Linked DNA regions of Macaca mulatta: region 2 is linked to region 1. The links are chromatin contacts, called in public Hi-C maps. All regions are on one chromosome and are shown on one strand. The core of a region is the stretch at or near the end of the contact, and the rest is flanking DNA. Distances in the headings are between cores, read along the strand shown. Region 1 overlaps LOC106992627 (a long non-coding RNA gene). Region 2 has its middle 64 kb from the start of HNRNPA3.

Region 1 (7,006 bases), core at 1,636-4,135:
TGACCTCCTTGGACTTCACAAGGGCCCTGATAGCCTCAGTTGATTCACTCGTGGCCTTGACATCACTGACCTGCATCTTCTTCCGGCCCTTCTTGTGCTTCTTGGCAAAGTGCATGTTCCTCAGGAACTTGGGCCCACCCTTTTAAGGGATTTACATCTTTGACATAGGGGTTTCTTGATGCCATTTCTGTTCCATTTTCAGGACTAGTTGTGTGTAGTGTGGTTCTTGGACTTGGCCCTATTTACACAGTAGCCCAAGGCTCCCAAAGCAACTAGTAGCAGTAGAGAAAGAGTCCACCCTGTTTCTTTGTGCTATTTCTTGTGTCTCTGTTATAATAAGAAATAAAGTAACTTATAAAATACCTTCAAAAATTGTTATTGTATCCCCCCAACAAGGTGATAAGATAGATACTAATATCTCCATTTTACTGACAAGGAAACTAAAACGCAGGAAGAATACATCCCTTCTTGAGGTCATGCAGAATTAGGGCCTTAATTGAAGTCCTTTTCCTTCAACCCCCGTGCTTTTTGCCATTATAGCTGCCTTCACAGTCTTTCACTGGATTTTTTTTCCTTTGGGTATTTCACAGTCATCTCAAATTGAATTTATCCAAAACAAAATGCCTAATTTCTTCAAACTGTGTCCTTCTCCTGTTTTCTATATAAGAAATCTGCAAGTCATTTTTGATACCTTGTCTCTCTCACTTTCCCATATCCAATCCATCACCACGTTATGACGATTATACCTCCAAAACACCCCTCTTGCTACTTCTATCTGGTTTAAGCACTCCAGATAGTTGTTAAATAAGTGTCGAGGTAGAATATGTGTAATTAAGAAGGATACCAGGAAGACAAAGTAGCTGGGAAGTGAGCTAGATTTCCTCTTAAAGATTTTGAAAGGTCTCTTCAAAAAAAAAAAGAAAAAATGTTAAGCTCATGGGCCATCATATTTGCTTTACTATATCGTGTAGTATTAGTACATGTAGTCATAGTAATATCTTAAATTTTCATTTTAACTTCCCTAGGTGCAACTGAAATTCTTTCTGGAACAAAGCAGTTAAAATTAAATCCATTGTGGTTTAATAATAAAGTAAATGAATGCCTTAGATCAATTATCTAGTTTTCTTCTCACAACTAAACCCTTTAGCATAGGCAAACAGATGTTATTATAATTTATAGATTGAAAACTGAGGTTCAGAGAGGCAAAGTGACTTGCCCAAGGTCACACAGCGAGACTAGACACCAGAATACTCATGCCAGCAAGAGTGTTTTTTCCTAGTAAGCTCTGCTAACTTCTTTAACACATCCTCTCCTCATATTTTAGTGCCGAGACAACACCAAAATAGAGACTAGAAAATGTGGCACATATTCACCATGGAATACTATGCAGCCATAAAAAAGGATGAGTTCATGTCCTTTGCAGGGACCTGAAGCTAGAAACCATCATTCTCAGCAAACTAACACAAGAACAGAAAACCAAACACTGCATGTTCTCACTCATAAATGGGAGTTGAACAATAACACATGGACACAGGGAGGGGAACATCACACTGGGGCCTGTCAGGGGGTTGGGGGCTAGGGGAGGGATAGCATTAGGAGAAATAACTAATGTAGATGATGGGTTGATGGGTGCAGCAAACCACCAATGTAACAAGCCTGCACATTCTGCACATGTACCCCAGAACTTAAAGTATAATTTAAAAAATAGAGAATAATATAGGAAATTCACTGATTTAGCAGAAATCTGTGGCACATACACTGGCTCAGAGAACATAGTTGTTGTTGTTCCTCCTCCCCCTCCTCATCTTCTAGAGACTGTGTGCACACTCCAACAAATGAAAACAAAGACCTTAATAAGAAACTTTCCGTATTGGTAATATGACAATTCTGAGTAGGAAAGAAAAAAAAAAAAAAACCGTAATGGCACATTTCTATGATACTCTTTAGCACACTGATTCTTTCTGCCCTGGATACAAATCGTGCAATAAGTGACTATCAGTCTTGCTGAACCTTCACTCAAAATATCTTCTGAAAAACGGTCTTTTCTTATGGTCCTTCTTGTAGTTAGAAACTATGTCTTTTAAAGAAATTCAAGAAGCAAGTCAAAGCAATATTTTAATTTACTGTTTGCAAGGATTGGGTTGGGTCACTCCAAAATATAATCTTTTTTTTTTTTTTTTTTTGTCAGCTCTATAGCCTAGGCAAAGTGTTTCTTTTCTCTCCAAGTACATGTCATTGAAAAATTTACCACGAAATTCCTAAAACCTGGATCTTATGCTAAAGTGCACTCCTAGCAGTGCAGACAAAGGTAATGATTTAGAAAATCTTTCAGTGATGTGGATGAGAATGAGTATTAGAGCAATTCCTGGGCAGCAGAAAAAGACTCCAGTACTTACATAATCCCAGTGTACACACATGGCTTCTGCTACAATTCTTTTTTGTTAAAACTTACCTGGCTTTGCACAAGACCTCAAATGCGGTGAATTCTAGATAACACCTAATATTTATTCATGCCATTGTCAAGAGCATCTTTGCAGTTCTTGCCAAGGTCTGTCGTTGAATGTGTTTATCCAGCTGCATGGCAAAAACATAATACACAGTCATCATTTTACTCAGTCACCTACTCAATATTTTCTTCTATGATTAAATTAACTCATAAATATTACACTTTTAATGCGAGAAAGCCATGGTTCATACAGCCAGTTGAATAGTTGTTTGTCCATTATCTAATGTTGCTGGGCACTCAGTCATTTCATTATGGAGTTTGAAATAATGAAAATCATTGCATTTACTTAACATGCACAATAAACAGACCAGGATCCCTCCAAGAGCTCCTTTATTATGCAGTGCAAGGCCACAGAGGAAATTTTGTAAGCAGCACAAAGAACTGTGGGGGCTGTGTTGGAAATGATTTTGGTGTATACAAGCAAATCTGCTCTAATTGTCTAAAGCCAAGGACAGAAATGCTGGCTCGATTTGCAGCTGGCACAATTTCTGGCTCAAGCAAGTAGAGTTGCAAATAAATACACACATTTTGATTTTGCTTATACCTGATTCACTACCAGATTGTGCCCAGAACCCCTCTAGGCTATTTCCACGTACTATGGCATTTTTGAGACCTCTTCCTCTAAATATCCAAACCCAGTCTGGTTTTTTAAAGCAACCTACAGCAGGTCTTACACATTAATCTCCATAGTGTAAAGATTGAAGCTTGAGGACAAGAATCTGCCTTTGCCCTCCAATGCCAGCCCTAGTGACAATAGCATCATATGCATCCACATGGATACCCAGCCCTAGAGACAAGAGACACATTCCGTAGGATCATTATGAAATCACCTCCTGAATGGAGTCTTTATAGCTGGCACTGCAGGGCAGTTATCTTTTCTCGAATTATATCCAAATTTTGCTCAATCATTCTGGGAATAGCCTTGGTTAGCAATTGCTCATAATGTCAATGCTTTTGAAAACTTTTTACTGTCATTTTATTGTTTTTATTTCAAAAATAAAACTTAAAGGAGCTTGAAAAGTAGATTTTTAGATGATCACACAAAGGCCTGATTTCAGTAGTTTCAGTTCTGTGCATTTTACTTTATGTGCACCCACTGAAATTAGCCAAAATTAATCCATATCTGAACAAAGACTATGGATACAAATGAGCCCTAACTTCTGAGACTACTCAGTGCAGTGCACTAGCTGAAGCGTTTGGAATGCATTGGCCCTGGGAGGCGAGGAAGTTATAGCAAACAACATATGGGCTCTAAAATCTGGAACTATCCAAGACAGAACAAGAGAGCTATTTTCACTTTCCTTGTTCCATTTTTTTCCTCCAGAAGATGAATGATTTCTAACCACATTTTACTCTCATCTTTAGAGCTGGATCCTGAAAGAACCAGGTTGGTTTAAAATGGCTGGTGGGTTTGCAGGCCTGTCTGATGATTACCTCATGCATCTGTGTCATCTGCTTTCCTTGTTGTGTGAAAACACGGTGAGGAAATGTGTAAGTCCACTGAATTGTTCCCGACTCTTTTATTCACCTTTCAGCATGCTAGTTCCTTCCCTTGGCATTGATATCATTATGCATTTGTCAAAGATAAACTGTCACTTTAGGGCCTCTATTATGTGCAAGAATTGGCAGCAAATTTTACCACTGGGATTTGCTTATATCCTCTGTATGTTATTGTACTTCTTTGGCATTCAGTAAATTCCATGCACCCACTTCTTTGATGTTCATTCCAGCCCCTAAATGTGGAAACAATGACTAAAATTTTGGATCAAAGCATCCCATAGATGGCAAGCAACACAGCTCTCTGATAATTCACTAGAACAGAGAGTATCTCCCCTCCCCCACTAAATCTAGGCCAGTAGTCCTCCAAGAACAGCTCTGGCTTCCCCAGAGCTGCAAGGGCATGTGAGGAAGTTGAAGAAAACGACTCCAGGGTTTTAGTAAAAGGAAATAAACTAAACTGGATAGCTCTTTGAAAGCTCCCGGCCATTTCTAACTATAGGGAAAGCAAACCTTTTTTCCAATTCCTTCACCACGTTCTTTTTCCTGGTCCTGCTCTAACTAGCACTTGAACTGGGCCAGCCTTTTTTCAGCTTGGAAAAAGACCTATTTTTTCTATCATGTCAGCCTCACAAAATGGCCTAGATTTTTTTTTTAAATGAATCTTTAAAAGGAGAATTAAAGGGTCCATGGACTGAGGAATTTTTTAAGTAATTGAAAAATCACAGAACTACCAAAATCTGAACTAGTAACTTTTGCAAACTGGAATTAACTGTCTGGAACACACTTTCAGTGTATACTTGTGCTTTACTCCTGGGATGCCCGTGCAAATAATTACTTGATTCAATTTATTTCACAGGTCAACTTTGACTCATAAAAGTATTAAAGCAGGTAACCCCCCAGGGATGCCAGGAATACAGATGAGCAAATAGATATAAAACTGTTGTAAGCAATTGGCAGGGTTTGGGGGTGGGTATTTATAAATCTAGGTTATTTATGGTTATGTTTTCACTTCACACCATTTAGTATCCAAAATGTGCTAGTTATAATTAATACGCAATGTTGAGAACTATTATAGAAGTACCATATTCCTTTTAAATATAGTGAAGAAAATAATTGTGTTTGAGGAATCTCATCCTGTGTAAATTAGAATTCCCAGTAGAGTGGCATAATTGAAAATTGGGCTGACTGCACGGAATGGGGAACACGATAGTGCATATTCCATCAAAAGGTAGCGCACCAAGGTGGCAACTGACAGCTCTTAAAGTAAGTTTCAGATTCTCTCTCTAGATAGGAAGTTTTTACTGCCTGACATATGCAATAGTGACATCCAGTGGTTGTAGAGATAATTACAAGTGTGTCTTATTTTAAAATATATAGTTTTATGTTAGAATCAAATATTCTGTGTTGTCCAATATTGTCTATATTTTGTATTTGGAAATATGCAGGTCAATAATTCAAGCTAGATACCAAGTAATGAAAAATGCACTGTTTATCTACTAAGCAAATTCCTAAGTCTTGTTATTGTTACCTTCTTGTGTTTTAATTTTAGTAAACTTACAATAAGTCTACTCTCCAAGGGTCTCTCTGGCCCTCCTAAGCACACTGGATGTCTTTACAGGCATAAATGGGATGGTGTGCATACTACACAGACAGCAAAAATGGGAACTGCATTTTACCAGTAAATACTGGAGAAAAGGCATCTGTGATCCTGACATGTTCATTGCTGCAGAATTGCTCTAAGAAGTTCATTAAGATGTTTTCTAAGTCATTGAAGAGAAATAAGGATTCAGAAAGAAGGAAGGAAGGAAAATAAAATGAAAGAAAAGGAGGGAAAACGGAAGGAAAGGAGGAAGGAGGGAGGGAGGGAAGGAAAGAAGGAAGCGAAGAAGAAAAAAAGAAGGAAGGAGGGAAGGAAGAAAGGAGGAAAAGGAAGGAAGGAGAGAAGAAAGATGACTACACATTAATCTTTATTAAGTCTTGGCAATGAAGATATTAGCCTCCTAAAGAAAGTATTGGTTGTTGTTTTGTTTTTTTTTTTTAAAGACGGAATCTCGCTCTGTCACCAGGCTGGAGTGCGTGGAGTACAGTGGCATGACCTCAGTTCATTGCAACCTCCGCCTTGTGGGTTGAAGGGATTCTCCTGTCTCAGCCTCTTGAGTAGCTAGTACTACAGGCATGTGCCACCACACCCAGCTAATTTTTTTGTATTTTTAGTAGAGATAGGTTTCACCATGTTGGCCAGCATGATCTCGATTTCTTGACCTCATGATCCACCCGCTTTGGCCTCCCAAAGTGCTGGGATTACAGGCATGAGCCACTGTGCCTGGCCAAGAAATTGTTTAAAATTGCACTTCAACTGCCAGGAAATTAAGGCAAAAATAAATTTTTTTCACTAAAAAATAAATCCTGCAGGCACACCTGTAGTCCCAGCTACTCAGGAAGCTGAGGCAGGAGAATCAACCACTTGAACCCAGAACTTCAAGGCTGCAGTGAGATGTGATCACTCTACTGCACGCCAGCCTGGACAACAGAGGGAAACCTTGTCTCAAAAAATAAAAATAAAAAATTGAAAACGACTGCTACTACCAGAAAGAACCTAGAACAGGGCCACTTATAGGAACGTGCTTCAAAAGCATCTCTGTCCTCCATGATGAGGAAGAAATTTAACAGAAGCCTGTGATGTCATTGGCCTGTATGTCGATGCTGAGCACACCAGGTGACTGCACACCAACTTCCCAGAAGCCACACCAGATACACTGTCATCTGTGTCAGGCTGTTCCTCAACCTTAGAATCCCTAACTATTGGAGGGTTTCTTCCCTCAATCACCTGCCTTTTTGAAGCTGGAAACCATCATTCTCAGCAAACTAACACAGGACCAGAAAACCAAGAACCATGTGTTCTCACTCATAAGTGGGAGTTGAACAATGAGAACACATGGACACAGGGAGGGGAACATCGCACACTGGGGTCTGTCAGGGGGATGGGGGACTAGGGGAGGG
Region 2 (7,361 bases), core at 990-3,489, 330 kb after region 1:
CCAAGTTTAAAATAAGTAATTAGAGATTTAAAAACCAACCAAATAAGTGCATTTGTTTCTTGTTACAAAATACTAATTCACTGCCTAGTTTGTAAAAATAAAAATAAAAATTACTCATACATTTTGCAAAATTACAAATATTGTTATTTGTATTAAAATAATCACAGCTGAGAATTAAGAATTCAGAAAATATATAGACAAATTCCTGTAGGGTTTTTTTTTTCATGGAATTGCTTAAGGAATTAAGCTTTAAATTTAAGTGAAAAATAATATTTCAGTTAACAATGTTAGGTTCTTGAAATTATATTTTCATTGATTAATTCCTTCCAATGTCTACCTATTATTTCTCTTTTATAAAATTGATTTCTATTGAAACATTTGTGCAGAATTAAAATCATATCTACAAATGACAACAAATTTAACCTAAAACTCTCTGTGTTTTAAAGGCTTTTTCTGGTTAAATGCCTACCAAAAATGCAAATACAAAATTCATTTCCATAAGAGATGAAATCAGGCTTTTAACCTAGCCAATTGCCCACATAAACAATCTTCAATATTATTTGGTCATCATTTGGTAATTAAAATGGAAAATCACAACCATGCTGAATTTACATCCAGGTGCCAAAAAAGTTATTTAGCAGATAACTAGAGATAGAGGAAATGTCTCTTTAACAGATTCTTTTAAGAATACATCTACAAGAAGCATCTGGCTTTCAAACAGTCATAAAAACAAGAAGCAGTTGAACAGTGGCACCCAGAGGTGAAAAGTATATTACTTCTAGAGATTTATATTGTTAACTATAATCTGTTTTTCAGTCATCCCTTTTTTCACTTCCAGATTTGTTTCTAGTATCATACCAGAAATCACTTTTTCTTTGTTGCATATTGAAATGCCATATTTTAATAAACAGAAGTAAACGCTTTCTTTTAGAAAATGTACTTTCTTTATTAAATTGCATGTCAATTTCCCTCCTTCAAAACAATAAACCAGTTGAACACTAGGCAAAATACCTTTCATAATCAAATATCATGTTCACTCATCTACTTTTAGCCTATCAAAATTATTAGCAAAGGTATTTTTAAGAAATATCTCTGTGACTACTACACAATTTCCATATACTCCAAATTACATTTGTGCTAAAGATGTTTTTACTGGACCACCGCCTATCCCTGAACCAAAATTATAACCCTGGAGAGATTTTTAAGAATTCCATATTGAACCCCTCCCATTATTATGATAGCAGGGGATGGAAATGGGAATAAGAATGCTGGACAAAAGAAAAGGGAATTAAAATACTTTTTTTTTCATTCCACAGGAAGTTTAAAAATAACAAAATCTATTTTGACCAAAATCAAAACGCGCCTGCCGATTTTAATTAAAGTAGCTCTATACCTTTGAACCAGCCAACAAGCAGCTGCAGTAAGCATTTGGCTGGCTCTGAGTTCCTAAGCTAAACTGCAGAAAAACGCCTCCTCCTGGATCTAATCACCTTCGGCGCCTCAAATAAACCTTAGCATGTGGGGCCAGCACAGGTCAGTTTTTTAAGAGCCTCCGTAGAACACGGTCTTATTTTTGTTCCTGAGTTGAAATGCACACATGCACTTAGCAGAGAAGGTCTGCCTAATCTATCACTGGTTTTCGTCTGTTACTGGGTTTCCATTACCTTTTGTCAGACGTTTTCTCCAATATCCTCGCTGCTTTCTTTTTAATCACCTAAGGAGCAACATTGATGTGACAAGCTCCAGAAAAAGGCTCGTCCTTTCTTATCTGCATCTTCAGCCTAATGATGAGGAATTGGTTCCATAAACTTGAAAAAGGCAAGAAAATGCTGCCAAAGTCATTATCCACTACTTTAAATTGGAAAGAAAAGAGCTGTCCCTTTTTAGAAGAATGGTAATAACGTATAAAATACTTGTACAAAGCCTACAGCATTTCATATAAGAAATAAAGGGAAATTGCCCAATGCAATTTAAAAGAAAAACAAAATACCTTCATTTCCCACTATGCGAAATCTACATCAGAATGTACCCTCGATTTTGCATATGAAGCAGAGTGCTCAATTGCCTGCCAGAAATGAGAGCGAATTATGCCTGCACTCAAGTTAATATTGAAATAATCTCCTTCTTTTTGATACCTTCCTCTCGTCCCTTTTTCCCTTTCCGTACATTGCAGTGTCATTGCCTAAATCAATCTTTGGGCATTAAGGGTAGCTTCTAGGGAGCTTCTCAGTCGCCAGCCTGCTACTTGCCGGGGGCATGGGCTGTGAAGTGCAGCTGGATGGATGCATGTCTGCCTGCTCGTCTTTAAGTCTCATGAAGCAAAACCGCAGGCTTTCTCGTACTCAAAACCACACCATCATTGTCCATATTCGGGGATTTCATTACAGTAACAGTTTGAAGGAACACTAGGCTTACAGTCTTTTGAAAGAGCAGACCGTAGGGAAGCTGCTCCACATGGTTGGACTGATCTCTCCAGCCACTCTTTGAACATCCACTGCTGTTCCGAGATGTGCGCCCAGCGGAGACGACACGCGGCAGTAGACCTGGGCGCCACCTAGTGGATTCTATTGACTTGGGGGAGTCGTCAACGCGTGGTGGGGTATATAAGCTCCAGGGAACAATCCCTACAGCCAACCTAGAAAATACTAACTACAGTCGAAGCAGTAGGGAAGGAGTCTTATCTTAAAAAAAAAAAAAAAAAAAAAACCAGATGACAAAAGAAGCAAATGATTCAAATGACTGACAGGAATTTCAAGAGTGGTTTTTCAATATAAATTTTAAATCTTTGAAATGTCAAAATGCTTTATTATTTATATCTTTATTAAGAAAAAGAAAATATAGAAAGTTTATTTTGCCAAAATATTACCACTTTTCTTTAATCTGCCAGATTGGTCACATTTTGCCTTAATAAGTTTATAATTCAGTAAGCCAATCTAAATGGAACTGAATTTTTTATTTTTCTACCATCTAATAAACATATGAGTCTTTAGAAAAGCTGTTTATAAAATATTCCACCAATTATTTCTCCCTTCTTCACCCATTCCATTCACAGTTTCCATCCCTATTGTCCCCTAAAAGAGGTCGTGCTCATTTTTCCTTCTATTCTTTACATACACACATTTTCTGGAAGAACTTCAATTTTCTTTGTGGCAAAGTTGTGACTATTACTTTGTTTGAGATCAAATTCAAAATACAATTCCTAGAAAGTTGTACCTTCAATTGATCCACATTCTGCAATCACTTCCTACTTTATGTTTCCAGATACATTTTATTTAACATTGCCACTTGATTACAATTTTCTAATTGTCTTACCTCTACAAGTTGTACTTTTGTCTGATCCACAACCTCTGCCTCAGAAGAGGAACCTATTAAATGTTGAATAAATAGCTATAACATAAGCAGATAACTATCTCTCTCAAGATTTGTTAATAAATACTCTGGTTATTCTACCCTTTGGATGTGCTAAATATATCAACAACAACTAACATTTATTGAGGTGTTTTACTTGATGGTCACAACGGCCCTATTAAATAGATACTACTATTATCCTTATTTTATAATTGAGGAAAGCTACTTCTAGAAGGTTAAGAAATTCACCACATTGATGCAGGCAGTAAGAAGTAGAGTTGAAATTTGAACCCGGTCTTTCACTCCAGAGCCTATACCCTGAACCTCTGTACTTCACTGTGTCTATCTTATATGCTGTTATTAAAATATGTGATACACTATGATCTTATCACTGGTTGTATTATATTTTGATGATTCACTTTATAAAATTAAATATTTCTAGTTTTATCCCCTGTAAAATAAGTTATTTTAGATAGTTGCTAAAATTATTCAAATTGTTAATTTTTTTTACCATGTTTGGTCTTTAAAGAATGAACTTAATATAATCAAAAGATTTGCACAAAGGAAGGAAAAGAAATTACTTTACTGATCAAAGGACCGATGCAGGAAAATATGCAAGCTGACTGCATTTAGCTAAGATTGCAACAATGAAGTGGAAGAGCTAGGGGAAATGGGAGATCTGGTAATAACTGTTTCTTTGTTTTTTCAGTTCACCTAACCTATTTAAACATTTTAATTTAGAAATGCTCCTCATACTTCTCAGGTTTGGTCTCATGAGTAAGCAAATCAGGAACCCACAAGAACCCACAGGAACCACCTGTCAGGTTTCATTTCAAGGGAATTGGAAAGGGATCCTGACCTCCTAAAATATTTAAAGATGTTTCAAATCGCACTCTTAGAGCTTCTTGAACAGAAAAATGAACTTTTAAAAAAAAGAGACAACATCGGTCATAATTGTTCATCACTAGAAATAACCCACAAGTCCCTAAAGAATAAAACAGCATGGCAAATAATATGGTAAATTCATATAAGGAAATATTATTCAGCATTGAAAATGAATGCACTAATGCCACACTCAATGTGGATGAATCGCAAAATGTAATTTTGAGCAAAAGCAGCAAGATACAGAAGAATACAAATGATTCCACTTACATAAAGTGCCAAAAATGGTGCTTTATTTCACAATAAAAATGCAAAAAGAAGTACATCCAATGGTCATTTCAAAATACATCCAGGGAAAAAAAAAAAAAACATAATAAGCTGTGCCCATCATTTATGTTTTGGTGAAAATAAGTCTATTAGCTCCATGATTGCAAATAGTCTTGAGAGGGAAGGAGAGAAGAGCACGCATGAAGACTCTAAATTCTAGAAGAGGGTAGTGGTGAGACTATGAGCTCTGGAATCACACTGACTTGGATTAGAACTAGAGCCCTGCCATTTACTAACTGTGGATCTTGGGCTGGGGTATAAATCTCTCAAACTCTCTGTTCCCCACCTAGAAAATAAAGATCACAGTGGGCCCAACATCATAGGGTCATTTTGAGGCTTATAGCATGCACTAGTTTTCACTAATTGTCCAATAAGTGGTTTTTTTCTTTCCCAAGATTGGAAGTAGAGGAGGAAATCAGCACAGGGAGTAGCAAAGGAAAACACTGGGCACTCACTGTGTTTCCTTCCCACTCGCCCCCGGGTCACTCCCCTACCCCAAAGGCTTCTCTGTGAACCACTAACACTTGCTTCTCTAGCAAGAGTCACCAGAGATCTTGCTATTCAACCCAATGAATATCTTTTCTCTACATCATTTGATACTGTTTACTGTTTCTTCCTCCTTGAAACTTTTCTTCTCTTGTTTTCTTTGATATCCTGGGCTGTCCCCTTCTCACTAAAACCCCCATTATTGCCCACCATCAGGCCCTTGTCACTTTCCTCCTGTCTGCAACAGCCTCCTAACTGGTTTTCTCCAGCATGGCCCCTCTCCAACCCTCTCTCCACACTACAGCCAGCATGTTTGTCCTAACGTGGATCTCACCACGCCTCTTCCCCACAGCCTTACAGCAACCTCTATCCTGTTCAGCCCTGGAAGATCTAGTCTTTCTATCTGTCTGTCTTCAGGTTCATCAATTGCTGCACTAACCTACCCACTCTCATATGAACCTTCTTGGCTTTCTATCACCTGTTTTCTCTACCTGGAATCTGACCATATTACCTGCCTGACATAATGAACTTTAAAACTCAGGGTAGGTCTCCTTCCCACCCACCATGCACTCCTTTCTAGATTACATACCTTCCTTTGTAATCAGTACAATCTATAGTCATTCTTGAACCTCTGCACTATTTACCTGTGGATGCACTACATACTCAAAAGACTGTCAACTTTGTAAAAGAAGGCATGTTTCCTACTGATCTTTCTATACCACCACCCAACAGAGTGGCCAATAAAAGCCTAGTTAAGTAAATTAATGAATCAAGCAAATAATCAATGCTTACTTCACAGTTTTACAGAACTATCATCGCATCTCCTCTACTACAACTTTCTCATCTACTTCTACAGGAGAAAAGGGGTTATGCATCATATCCTTGTCTCTTAAACTCTGTCTTCTAACATTTACTAATTATTTATTGCCATCATTATTATATTTTTCCACATCATATTTATCTAATCAAAAATTTTTACAGGTATTTTAAACCTCTTGATCTTGTTCAACCATGCTGTATGTGTAATTGGATAGCCATGAATCCAAATACTAACTTTACCACTGACTAACTCTGAGACCTTGAGTAAGTCATTCAACTCCATTTCCGTTTTCTCATCTGTAAAATGAGGGTAAAAATTCCTAACCAACGGCTTTCTTATGAAGTTAAATGAACTGAAATGAGGTTAATGTATATAAAGCATTTAGCACATTGCCTAGCACAAATAGGAATGCAGAAATAGTATCTACTAGTATTAATGCACAGCTAAGGCTTATTTTGCAGAGTATAATTTGTTAATCATTCACTATACTGCTCTGTACTTTTCAAAACTGAGGGTCACCTTGGTTTTAAGAGTAAAGCCTCGGCCGGGCGTGGTGGCTCAAGCCTGTAATCCCAGCACTTTGGGAGGCCCAGGCAGGCGGATCACGAGGTCAGGAGATCAAGACCATCCTGGCTAACATGGTGAAACCCCGTCTCTACTAAAAAATACAAAAAAACTAGCTGGGCAAGGTGGCAGGTGCCTGTAGTCCCAGCTACTCGGGAGGCTGAGGCAGGAGAATGGCGTAAACCCGGGAGGCAGAGCTTGCAGTGAGCCGAGATCCAGCCACTGCACTCCAGCCTGGGTGACAGAGCGAGACTCCGTCTCAAAAGAAAAAAAAAAAAAAGAGTAAAGCCTCAATAACTATATACATGAATTTTTTCCCAAAAGGAAAAAGTTTAAAATGTATGCTTTTATAAAACATATGCATATATATGCTGCATAACTACCTTGCTAATTTTGTAAGTGAAATATATTAAATTAAATGAAAATACAGATTCCACTCAATAAATGATAGCATTTTCATTGTGCAATCCACATACTATTTTAAATGCATGTTAATCATGTATGTTATTCATTCATGAAACATGCTTCAAGTATATGACATAAAAAATTCAGTTAAAACTTTTGTTTTTCCTATTTTCTGTGCTTAATATCTCAATTTTAAGCTCGTTAAAGTTTAAGTGGTGGTTTTGATGAAGGCAATAAGAACAGAAAAATATTCAACCTTAGGAAGCTGATTGAAAGGAAAGAACAGAAAAACAGAAATGAAGGAAACAGAATCAATTAGATAGAACTATATGAGGACATTTGTATGGCCATTGTAAATATGAGGGCAAGATTTCTAGAAGATGTATCTGACATTTAATACATATTATAGGTAGAGCATATATTTGTATTTTTAAAAATCACCATATCCTTCACTAATCTAAAAGTGAGGGATCTGTTTGCTTTATCTACAAAACTTACTTTCCCCTTTCCCAACTGCCACTCCCCAGAA

The links. A called contact is a pair of places that touch in the nucleus more often than the background predicts.
Region 2: a contact with region 1 is called in a Hi-C map of sperm, with 3 times the contacts expected there. The contact joins two enhancer-like sites. A contact is called at or near these places in 4 of 14 Hi-C or Micro-C datasets (fetal cortex germinal zone, fetal cortical plate, fibroblasts and 1 more).

What each region holds. Positions count from the first base shown.
Region 1 is chr12:81,731,651-81,738,656 of T2T-MMU8v2.0, forward strand. The region is part of intron 11 of LOC106992627 (a long non-coding RNA gene); the gene reads left to right. Among named protein-coding and RNA genes, the nearest start is that of HNRNPA3, 390 kb to the right of the region's middle. Within about 2 kb of position 2,886, at least 7 of the 40 cell types and tissues checked have an H3K27ac peak or open chromatin away from gene starts, as enhancers often do.
Region 2 is chr12:82,061,257-82,068,617 of T2T-MMU8v2.0, forward strand. No RefSeq gene overlaps it. Among named protein-coding and RNA genes, the nearest start is that of HNRNPA3, 64 kb to the right of the region's middle. Within about 2 kb of position 2,240, at least 13 of the 40 cell types and tissues checked have an H3K27ac peak or open chromatin away from gene starts, as enhancers often do.